2 separate regions of the Mus musculus genome follow, and region 1 is linked to region 2. A link is a contact called in public Hi-C data. All regions are on one chromosome and are shown on one strand. Each heading gives the region's core, a stretch centred on a gene start, on an enhancer-like site or on the middle of the called end of the contact. The rest is flanking DNA. Distances are from core to core; before and after follow the strand shown. Region 1 holds the start of Ccdc107 (coiled-coil domain containing 107). Region 2 holds the start of Sigmar1 (sigma non-opioid intracellular receptor 1).

Region 1 (5,591 bases), core at 1,715-4,214, 1.8 Mb before region 2:
TCAGTCTCTCAGGTGTTGGGTTATAGGTGTGTGCTGCCACACCTGGCTATTGTATATAGTTTGTTTTCTTGAGACAAGGTTTCATGCAGTCCAGGGTGGCCTTGAACTCCAGATCCTCCTGAACTACCTCCTATGTTCTATAATTTATTTCCCCACTGGATCTTAATAAAGGGTTGTTTTTGCAAAAGCCTTCCTGTCTAAATCACGAGAAAATGGAGTTTGAGCCTTGATGGCTGGCATCTCGGTAGCCTCAGAAACACAAGGGCAGAACTGTGGCTCTCTCTCTGTCTTCTCCATTCACATTCTGGAAGGCAGTCTCTCTCTTCCTAATAAGGGAAGAGTGCTTGGCTTTTGCACCGTGTGTGTGTGTGTAGCAGGGAGTGGAAAAAGCACAGAGGAACACCCAGTACGAGGGGACTCTTTTTACTAAACCTTCAGTGGTTGTTCCCCATTTACTGCTGGACCCTTTGTCACCGTCTTGTGCCACCTTCTCCTCAGCCCCTGCTCCACCTCCCAGGAAGGAGCTAGGTTCCGTGTTTCTGGGCTCCAGGTTATGGGCTCTTCCCAGGCCTGACTGTTTCCAGCTTCTTGGTCTTCTTTCCCCAGGTCCTCAGTAAAGGGTATGCTGGCCTCTGTGAAGGAGAGACCAACTTGCTCTAGTTTCACAGCCATGGCTCTCCAGCCATAGAAACCTCCCAACCTTTTACCTGGTTCTGGAACTTCCACTCCTGTGCCAGGCTGGCAGTCTTGTAGAAGGTGGTGGATGGTCTTTAGTTTTGTGTCTAGAAGTTCCCTCTGGGTTCCAACCAAAGTCGTCACCCTGTAGAAATACCCACTCAGGGGGCTGCCCAGTCTGTCTCCTTGGCTCCCACCTCACCCACCCCACAAATTCTCACTGTTCAAAAAGGGGATCCAGCTGTGTCATCAGGTGGTTCAGGTGCTGCTCCGTCTGGGCCAGCTGTTGTGTCAGCTGCACCAGCTGTTGCTCTGGGAGTGAGGGAAAGGGCATGGTTACTCCTGCAGTCCCCTGATCTACTCCATCGCCAGAAACCACCACTAAATGCTCAACCCACCTGACTGCGAGGATTTCTTCTTGTTTTTTTCCTCTCTGAGAACAGCAGCCTCATCTGGGCCCTGTTGTGGAAGCAGATAAAGACAAGGCTGCAGCAAAGGCCCCAGCACCTCAGAGCCAGTGAAGAGAGGAGCCATAGAGAAAGCTCTGGGCATCCACCTCAGAGAATCCCAGTTGTCTCTAGTCCAGCTGCTTACCCAGAACATGAAGTGAAACGTCAGGATGCCCACACATGGCCAGACTGCTAAAGCACTCCTGGGAATGTGAAACTCTCCAGTAGGGACGGGAAGATTGCTCTTACCCCAGCCTTCTTATTTAGCATCCCTATACCTCGCTGCCTTTGAGGTAGAGTCTTGCTAAATTGTCCAGATGGGCCTTGCACTTACAATCCTCCCTCATAGTAGTTGGAATAATAGGACTGTGTCACCAGTTCCTGTACCCTCAGTCTTTGCTGGTGAAAAAAAAAATCTCCAATCTGTTCAATTCACATTATCCCATTACAGATTAAAAATCTAAAACAAAACAAAACAAAAAACCCAACAACAAAAAGTCTATATAGTGCTCTTTGCTCTAAAAGGCAGTGCCCTATGGTTTATTTTTAGGATACAATTCTCCCAGTGCTCTGATAGGTAGATAAAGCACAAGCCTCCTTCAGAACCTTTAATTGGAAAGTGGGTTATCATAACACCGTGAAACTGTCAGCCGCCATGCCTACCTCTCTTCCACGGGTCCCGCTCCTCTTCTCAACTGCTTATGTATTCTTCTCCATGCATAAGACAGAAATACTGGTCTCGAACTCACAAGAGCTGTTCCTGCCTCTGTCTCCCCTGAATGCTGGGATTAAAGGCGTCTAACACTACGCCTGGGTAGAATTTATTAATCTATCTTTAAACTCCAATCTTCATCCTAGCCTGTCAAGTCTGCCTGGCTCTTTAATCTCATCTAGTTTTATGTTACTAATTAGTTCAGCCTCTATTCCCCTGTGCAAGTAATTGACCAGAGTTGAAGATAAAGCACTGGGTGGTAGGTTCCACTTTCCATGTCAACAGTTTCAAAGTAATCAGAATGTACAGTCAGTTCACATTTCAGGGTTTCCTTCCTAAGGAGAGCACGAAACGGCTTGGTGTCTGGTCCACTAGACACTCTGTTGCTGCCGCGATTAACTCCTTGGGCCAAGGTTGGAGCCTCAGCAGCAACTTCTTTTTTTGCATACTGACACTAGTTGGGTTAAAACCCCACTTACATCAGACACTAAGTGGATGAGCTCCAGATTGAAAATCGATCGTCACTGGAGAGAGGAGTAAAAGTAACGGTTTCTACAATTTCTCAGCCCCCTACATCCATTATCTCTCTGGATCCTCGAATGCCCCAATAATGTGGAAAAACCAAGGAACGAGCCTTCATTTTACAGGTAGCCGGGAAGCGGTTGTTCTTGGTACTGTAGCGGCCCCAGGAGATTAAGGCCCAGGGCTCCCACAACCCACCGCCATACCGCACCTGCAAACACTTGAACAGCACAAAAGCCACGACGGCCGCGGTGTACAGAGCGCCCAAAGACAGCGATCCGGCCCGGGCTCGCTCGCGCTGATCCTTGGGTGGCGGCTGCCGCCGAGGTTCGGTGGTTCCCGGACTGACCTGGGAGCCCCGTTCTGTGGATTAAAGCCATCGGTCAGTTTCTACTAGGCAGTCCCAGCCTCCCTCCAGCAGCTCTCGCAGGTACCTGGGTGTGCCCCCAGATCGGCGCTGGGGCGCTCCCCAAGGACTCCAAAAGGCGCAGACACAAGCAGCAGCCCCAGAATACTCAACACGGGGCCAGCGCCCTCCATGCCTGGCCCACCAGAATCGCACGCCGGGTACCCCGCGTTCCAGCGCTGGGCCTCCGGCCGTAGTGCGCACGCGCAGGAGACCACGCCTACATCGGGGGGGCTGAGTCCCTTAAGGCGGCCACGCCCATCTCAGGATGGGTTTAAGCAATATTTGCATAAACCACGCCCACCTAGCGTTCCTACATTAATTAATGACCTATCTATTTATAGCTTTCTTAAACAATTATGTCTCCAGAATCTTTCAGGATAAAGTATCATGCCTAAAACAATGGCTCATTGTTTTTCTACCTAGAGAGACCAATTTTCTCACCATAACCAAAAAATTAAGCCTGTTGTAGAGTCATAAATTAGTCGCGCCTAGAAGCTAAGGCAGCTCGCTCTGAAGGCCTGTTTCCTAGGCTACATACGAGGGACATGTTCCTTATCCTTTCGCCTAGGGGAAAGTCCCCGGACCACGGGCAGAGAGTGCCGCGTGCACACGCGCGTAGACTTCCCCCGCAAGTCACTGTTAGCCCGCCAAGAAGCGACCCCTCCGGGGCGAGCTGAGCGGCGTGCAGCGGGGCGTCATCCGTCAGCTCACATAGTGACGCAGGCAGTGCGACCTGGCTCGCACCAACCACACGGGGCTCATTCTCAGCGCGGCTACACTTTTATTTATTTATTTTTGTTTGTTTGTATTTTGGTTTTTTGACAGGGTTTCTCTGTGTAGCCCTGGCTGTCCTGGCACTCACTTTGTAGACCAGGCTGGCCTCGAACTCAGAAATCCTCCTGCCTCTGCCTCCCGAGTGCTGGGATTAAAGGCGTGCGCCACCACGCCCGGCCACTTTTATTTCTATACAACCTTCAGAGCCAGATGTGAATGTACTAATTAGGAAATCAAGGTCACCCTTTCCTAAGAAAAGAAGAAAGAAAACGGAGACAAATCTGAATTCCTAATTTATTCTTTAATAGCTGTAATTCTTTTTTTAGACTGCTAGTCCAAAGAGAGCAAGACTGTGGGTTTTGCTTTTTTGTTTTTTTCCATTTTACTGTCCGAGCCTAGTCACTTGTTGCTAGGGGAACTTGAGGAAGTGAATGAAATTAATGAATGAATGTTCACAGCGACTCAAAAGGCAAATATACAACTAGGTCCTTCTGGGTCTCATGTAACCTGGGCTGGCTTCATTCTCATGTAGCTGGAGCTGGCCTAGAACTCCTAACCCTCCTGCTTCCATTTCTCAAATGCTGGGATTATGTAGTAGCAAGCACATAAGATTCACAGAGCTGCCAGATGTGGCACCACACTCCTTTAATCCCAGCAGTGGGGAGACAAAAGCAGACAGATCTCTATGAGTTCAAGGCCTGGTCTACATAGTGAGACCCTCTCTCAAAACCGAACAAAAGGAATGAAGACTGAAGTGTGGACACTATGCCCCTCCTTAGATTTGGGAACAAAACACCCATGGAAGGAGTTACAGAGACAAAGTTTGGAGCTGAGATGAAAGGATGGACCATGTAGAGACTGCCATATCCAGGGATCCACCCCATAATCAGCATCCAAACGCTGACACCATTGCATACACTAGCAAGATTTTATTGAAAGGACCCAGATGTAGCTGTCTCTTGTGAGACTATGCCGGGGCCTAGCAAACACAGAAGTGGATGCTCACAGTCAGCTAATGGATGGATCATAGGGCTCCCAATGGAGGAGCTAGAGAAAGTAGCCAAGGAGCTAAAGGGATCTGCAACCCTATAGGTGGAACAACATTATGAACTAACCAGTACCCCGGAGCTCTTGACTCTAGCTGCATATATATCAAAAGATGGCCTAGTCGGCCATCACTGGAAAGAGAGGCCCATTGGACTTGCAAACTTTATATGCCCCAGTACAGGGGAACACCAGGGCCAAAAAGGGGGAGTGGGTGGGCAGGGGAGTGGGGGTGGGTGGATATGGGGGACTTTTGGTATAGCATTGGAAATGTAAATGAGCTAAATACCTAATAAAAAATGGAAAAAAAAAAAAAGAAAAGAAAACAAAAACAAAAACAAAAAAAAAAAAAAAAACGAACAAAAGACCAAGACAGGGTGTTACATTGTCTGCTCTAAGCTGTGTTGTTTGAGACAGTCTCAGTAGCCCAAGATCCTTCTGAGATAATCTCTGGAGTGCTGGGGTTGCTAGAGATGCAGCCAGCATGTACCTCTCTCCCTGTTATCTTTTACCTCTGCTACATCTTCAGAGGGCCATCTTCAGATCAATAGCTCTCGGAATGAAGAAACACGTTCCATTTGCATCTCGGTCTCCAGGACTTGGCAATCACCAGGCATGAGGCACACGAGTGTTAAATAAATGAATAAACCATGAGAGTCTTATCTTGTTTTCCCAGAGAGGGGGGCATAAGGACAGGGCAGGGCAGGGCAGGGCAACAGGAGTTGTTAAAGTCTGATTGCTCCAAGGCAGCTTGGATGGGAAAGAAGAGAGGTACAAACCTGGAGTGGCTGCCAGCTGGCATAGTGTGTGTAGATAAATTCAGGTTCATTCTAATGGGACAAATGACTCACTGATGGCTGGCTTTTTGTTTTGGGAGTTTTGAGTCAGGTAGTCCAGGTTGACCTCAGAACTCTTTGTGTATATGGTCAAGTACGCTCTAGAACTTCTGAAACGCCTGCTTTTTCTTCCTGTACACTGGGACTCTAAGTGTGTGCCACCAAACCTG
Region 2 (5,700 bases), core at 454-2,953:
GAGAGAGGACAGAATTTCTTTTTTTTTTAAATATATGTATTGGTGTTTTGCCTGCATGTATGCCAGTATATCATGTGGGTACAATTCCCACAGAGGCTAGAAGGAGTCAAATCTACTGGAACTGAGCTACAAACAGTTGTGAGCCACCATATGCATGCTATGAATCAAATCAAGATCCTCTGGAAAAGCAGAAGAGCAGCTAGTGCTGTTAACCACGGAGGCATCTCTCCAGCCTCAAGATTTCACATATTTTTAGAAACTAGACCTGAAAATGTCTTACAGCATTTCTGTTTCCATTTTATTATCTGGAATAAAACCACCTGGTACATGGCCCCATATACAGAGATTATAGAATGTATTTTGGTCGCTCAAGAGCAAAAGGAAAGCCGGGCATGGTGGCGCACACCTTTAATCCCAGCACTCAGAAGGCAGAAGCAGGCAGATTTCTGAGTTCAAGGCCAGCCTGGTCTACAAAGTGAGTTCCAGGACAGCCAGGGCTATACAGAGAAACCCTGTCTCAAAACAAAACAAAACAAAACAAAACAAAACAACCAAAAAAAAAAGCAAAAAGAAATGTCTCTGCCACATAAAAATGCCATGAAAAGCCATTCCCCATGTTTCGTGAACCCCTCCCTTATATTTGCCTGATGGATTTCATTCCATCAGTTCTTTGTGTTCTAGCTCCTTTATGGGTTTGGCTGTTGTTCTTGTTGTTGCTTTAGACATGGTTTCCTGAGGCCTCTGCTGACTTTTGCTATGGTGACCTTGAACTGATCTTGGTGCCTTCCCACGTTCTAGAATTACAAGCAATACATGTCTTACATTGTCTTTTTCTAACTAACATGTATAATCCTAACCATGTGCCAGGCACTAATTACTTTAAAAAATTAATTCATTTAATGTTAATCATAATGAAGGTATGGGCTACGAAGCAGATACTTTTTAATTTAGTCTATGTTACAGATAAAGCTATCAATGCATACTCTTAAATGCTGACACATATGGGCTCTCTGTCTTAGATCTTAGTCCAATTTTGCTCCCCTCCTCTATTTAGCCCAGAATCATTCTGTGTCAACATCGAATCCCATAGCTCCCCAGTGGACAAATCTATTGGTTTTCAAGGTCTTTCACACTTTTGTGCTTCAGAACATAGAATGAATCATAGGATCGGAGAAAACACTAAGCTAAACATGCATGGTGGTGCGCGCCCCTGATCCCAGTATTGGAGAGGCATCGATCGAGGCTATCCTAGTCTATAGGCTAGCTAAAGTTGTCTAAAATATTACAAATATATGTACACATACATATATACATAAATGCATGTATGCTGTCTCACACTCCTCTGCTCTTTGACTCCTGGAATAGTTCCCATTGACTCTCTCTCTCTCTCATGGACACTTCAGATATCACCGCTTCTTTCCTAAGGTTCCCAGTGGCACTATCTTCAACCTGCTTCTGTGCTAGCAGACCTAGAAAGCTCTACTTCTGGGCTCGCTAGCTCAGGTGGGCCAATCCATTCTGGGTCTCCCCGCTTGGGGACACCAAGATTGAACCCAACAGGGTGGCAGCCAGGAGGCGAGGCCCCGCCTCTCACCTCTCTTGCAGACCAAGCCACTAAACCCTACGCTCTCCCCTCTAGAAAATGGTTCAATCCAGAGGCGGTGCTAGGTGACCCGGACGTTCCGATTGGCCCCGGCGAGCCGTACCACGGTGGCGGGGGCGACCGTAGGCAGCGGCTTTTGAGTCGTGAACCCACAGCCTGTGGCCCTAGTTCGGTCTTACGTTGGTGGTGCCAGGCTGCCCGCTAGAATGCCGTGGGCCGCGGGACGGCGGTGGGCATGGATCACCCTGATTCTGACTATTATCGCAGTGCTGATCCAGGCCGCCTGGTTGTGGCTGGGCACTCAAAACTTCGTCTTCTCTAGAGAAGAAATAGCGCAGCTTGCTCGACAGTATGCGGGTGAGCCGGTGAGGGCGGAGAGTGGGGTGGGCCGACACGGAGCGGAGCCGCGCTTTCCGAGGGCTGGTCCTCGCCAAGCTCAGACCGCGGGCTGGTCTCACCCGCGCTTCTCCTTTTTGCACCAGGGCTGGACCATGAGCTTGCCTTCTCTCGGCTGATCGTGGAGCTGCGGAGGCTGCACCCAGGCCACGTGCTGCCGGATGAGGAGCTGCAGTGGGTATTTGTGAACGCGGGCGGCTGGATGGGCGCCATGTGTATTCTGCACGCCTCGCTGTCTGAGTACGTGCTGCTCTTCGGCACCGCCCTGGGCTCCCATGGCCATTCGGGTCAGTGTTGGCGGTGGGTCGGATTGGGAGGCTGGGACTGTTCGAGGGCCGGTGCCCTCCATTCCAAGGTTTGGCTGGGCCGTGTATTGACAAGGATTCCCTGATGGTCGGTGTCTATTTTACTGTCAATCAGGACGATACTGGGCTGAGATTTCTGACACCATCATCTCTGGCACCTTCCACCAATGGAAAGAGGGCACCACGAAAAGTGAGGTCTTCTACCCAGGTGCGTAGGGAAGTTCTGTCCGAGGGGGCGCCCTCTAGATAGGGACGGGCATAAGACTTGGAAAGGGCGTGTTTAGAAGGCCTACCAGTGATTTCCTTCCTTCCCTCCCTGGTAAGCCACAGGTGTTTCGTTAGGGTCGAGCTAGGAACCCTGATGCTTTCGACTGTTAAGGGAAACAGAACACGGCAGTTTCCAGTCATAGAGAACTTGATTTTTTTTATCAGCCTGTTTAACCCAGCAATTATCTGGGTTATACCCAAAAGTTAAGACAGGCATTTGTTTCCTTAAACTAGAGTGGCAGTTTGGGGTTTTTGTATTTTTGTTATTGTTTGTTTTTATGCGTCTGGGTTTTGCTTACACACACCAACCCCTTAACTGCCTGGTGCCTTAAAGGCCAGAAGAGGGCATCTGATCCCAGAGACTGAAGTTATAGACTGTTGTGAGCCTTCATGTGGGTGCTGGGAAGTGAACCTGGGTCCTCTGGAGTAGGAGCCAGGGCACAGCTGAGCCATCTGGCTAGCAAACTCCTGGTGGTGTTTTTTTAATGTACCTCTGAATCTGTTTAAAAGAAAAAAAGGCGTGGGCTTGCTGGTGTAAGGTTAAGCATCACACTTTGTGACTGAACAGGCGCATTTCTCAGAGAGCCTGGCAAGCCCTGTAACCACACAGAATTTCCACCAGATATGAGTGCAGCTTGGAAATGCAGATGCCATAATTCTATACGTTAGCCTGTAGCTGGGTTGGGTGGCCTTCCAGGGGCCAGGTGATGCCATTGGTATTAGGTGTTTTGGTCTTTGTCCTCTGATCAAGCAGCTTGGCCAGTAGGGTAGAAGAACTTTTTCTTTTCTTGAAACTGTCTTTTCATTCCCCTCCTCTCCATAGATAGCCCATAGGCTAGACAAATGCAGTATGGAAGGCCAGGGCAGAGCTGGGCTCCTCATGAGGTTTCTTATCCTGTCTGTCTCCCAGGAGAGACAGTTGTACACGGGCCTGGAGAAGCAACGGCTCTGGAGTGGGGACCAAACACGTGGATGGTGGAGTACGGCCGGGGTGTTATTCCGTCTACCCTGTTCTTTGCACTAGCCGACACTTTCTTCAGCACCCAGGACTACCTCACACTCTTCTATACCCTTCGGGCCTATGCCCGGGGCCTCCGGCTTGAGCTTACCACCTACCTCTTTGGCCAAGACTCCTGACCAGCCAGGCCTGAAGGAAGATCTGTGGATGGACAGGAGCGCGGCAGGACCACATCCATCTCTCTACTCGCTGGAACTCATATTCAGACAGCAGCGTATACCATGCAGATATTAAGTACCTGCTGTATGAGGAAGGACATACATACTTGTACATCCAGACACAGCTCTTGGGAAGCAAATGAGACACAGAGATGCTAAGACTTGTATGTACTGTAAGATCATGCACTCACATCCACCCAGAAAGGGTCCTCTACATATACTCCAGGGGGCCAGTCATGTTTGAACACACATCACAAGCTTGACTCACTGACTCAGGCTTTCCTAGAGCCTCCTGCTGGCATTCAGGGCTCTGGGATCAAGGGTTGAGGTAGATGTTACACACTACCTCACTCTGATGCCTCATTCCTGTAGTAATCTCTGGTGAAGGGAAAGAGGAGCTGCCCTTCGGAGGTCCCCTTCACCTGCAGCTATGATGCCCTTCCCTTCATCCCTTTCCTCACCATATGCCTTATCTCCATTCCACTCCCCTGCTATGCAAATGCCCCCCTGGCTTGTCCTCCCTGCCCCCCCCCCCCGGCAACCAGTTCAGCTGGGAAAGCAGAGGCATGTAGAGGATGCTAAAGGGAAGGGAGGTCCTCCACTACGGAGACCCTTGTTGGGGTTAGAATGGGAAAGCTGGCTAGTGCCCCAGGGCCAGTTCCCAAGGAGAGGACCTGGAGAAGTAAGCCGGGGTCCAAGGAGCCACCCCATTCCAAAAGAAGCCTTTAGTGTGTGTGTGCACACCCTATCAGTTTCCAGACATATCTGTTGCAATCTCTGTCTTCTTGTCTCTCTCTGTTAATAAAAACATATTAAACAGTTTCGTTTCCTTATGTGTCTAAACAGCAGGGAAGCCAGCTGCCTCCTGGGGCACTAAAAGGCCTCCTGTACAATCCAGTTTGTAAGACAAGGTTTAGACAGAAGGGAGTGTGCTAAGAATTACTTTGAAGTCAGCCTTCTAGGGGTGGTGGTGTTAAACCTTTGGCTCTAGACTCAGCTCTGCCTGCTGTTGGCATCTGAGTGTTGGAACTGGAAGTGAGCACCACCACACCCAGAGTGCCCCCCCCCACCCCCCGCAATATAAAGCTGACTTAGAATTTACGATGTGATACTGAAATTCACCGTGAACTTAACCTCCAGCTTCCACTTCCTAGGACTGAGAATTAAGGCCAAGGCTTTGTGCAGTCTGGGCAAGCGCTGTGCTAACCACACCCTTAGAAGACAGATGAGTCACTGAGGCTGGCTGGCTTGCATCTATAGAGATAAATTTTTTTTTTAATTTTATTTCTTTTTTTATATGAGTACACTGCAGCTGTCTTCAGACACACACTAGAAGGGTGCTTTGGATTCCATGACAGATGGTTGTGAGCTACCATGTGGTTGCTGGGATTTGAACTCAGGATCTCTGACAGAGCAGTCAGTGTTCTTATCTGCTGAGCCGTCTCTCCAGCCCCTCGAGATAAGTTTTTGAATATGAAAAAATGAGACCCGTGTGTCTACTTTGCTAGTCTGTCCTAGAGGTGGTCCTGAGAACTTCACTGCACATGGCCATGGGGTGGCACTGTGCTCCCACATTTGAGCTGAAACAGACCTCAGCTGGTTCTTCCGGGCTGACAGAATAGAGTACACCACTAACTGGAACAAGAGTTCCTCTGCTCTGGTTTGCCTTTGACCCAGCACTTATTGGGGAGCTCCTGCCTGGGGCAGGATCAGGCAAAATACACAAGGCAGATAGAGCCAAAAGTACACTCATTCCTAAGGACCTTGCTCATGGCTTTTTTGCCCACAGGTCACCAAGCTCATGCCACCTTCATCCTGGTCCTATTTAGGTTGAATAAAGTCCGGACCCTTCCTATTTCTTGGAGTTGTTAAACTAATATTGGGAGAAACAAGGTTATATAGTTAAACAGTCTAACGAACACAAATACAAAAGGCTACGTGCATAACCTTATT

What was found. Hi-C and Micro-C count contacts between places; a contact is called where the count stands out from the background.
Region 1: a contact with region 2 is called in a Hi-C map of B cells, with 6 read pairs. The contact joins the promoter of Ccdc107 here to the promoter of Sigmar1 in region 2. A contact is called at or near these places in 1 of 39 promoter capture datasets (liver), 1 of 484 Hi-C or Micro-C datasets (B cells) and 1 of 115 datasets of contacts at active chromatin or transcription factors (astrocytes).

Annotation. Positions count from the first base shown.
Region 1 is chr4:43,490,738-43,496,328 of GRCm38.p6, reverse strand. It overlaps Ccdc107 (coiled-coil domain containing 107), which reads right to left and starts at 2,964. Exons shown (of 6, transcript NM_001037913.2): 1 at 2,793-2,964; 2 at 2,570-2,721; 3 at 1,074-1,134; 4 at 897-987; 5 at 708-820; 6 at 408-632. The coding sequence starts at 2,898. The coding sequence ends at 427. Arhgef39 (Rho guanine nucleotide exchange factor (GEF) 39) reads left to right here. Exons shown (of 12, transcript NM_001013377.3): 12 at 1-187. It also overlaps Rmrp.
Region 2 is chr4:41,737,362-41,743,061 of GRCm38.p6, reverse strand. Sigmar1 (sigma non-opioid intracellular receptor 1) reads left to right here and starts at 1,703. Exons shown (of 4, transcript NM_011014.3): 1 at 1,703-1,960; 2 at 2,086-2,286; 3 at 2,420-2,512; 4 at 3,482-4,569. The coding sequence starts at 1,810. The coding sequence ends at 3,708.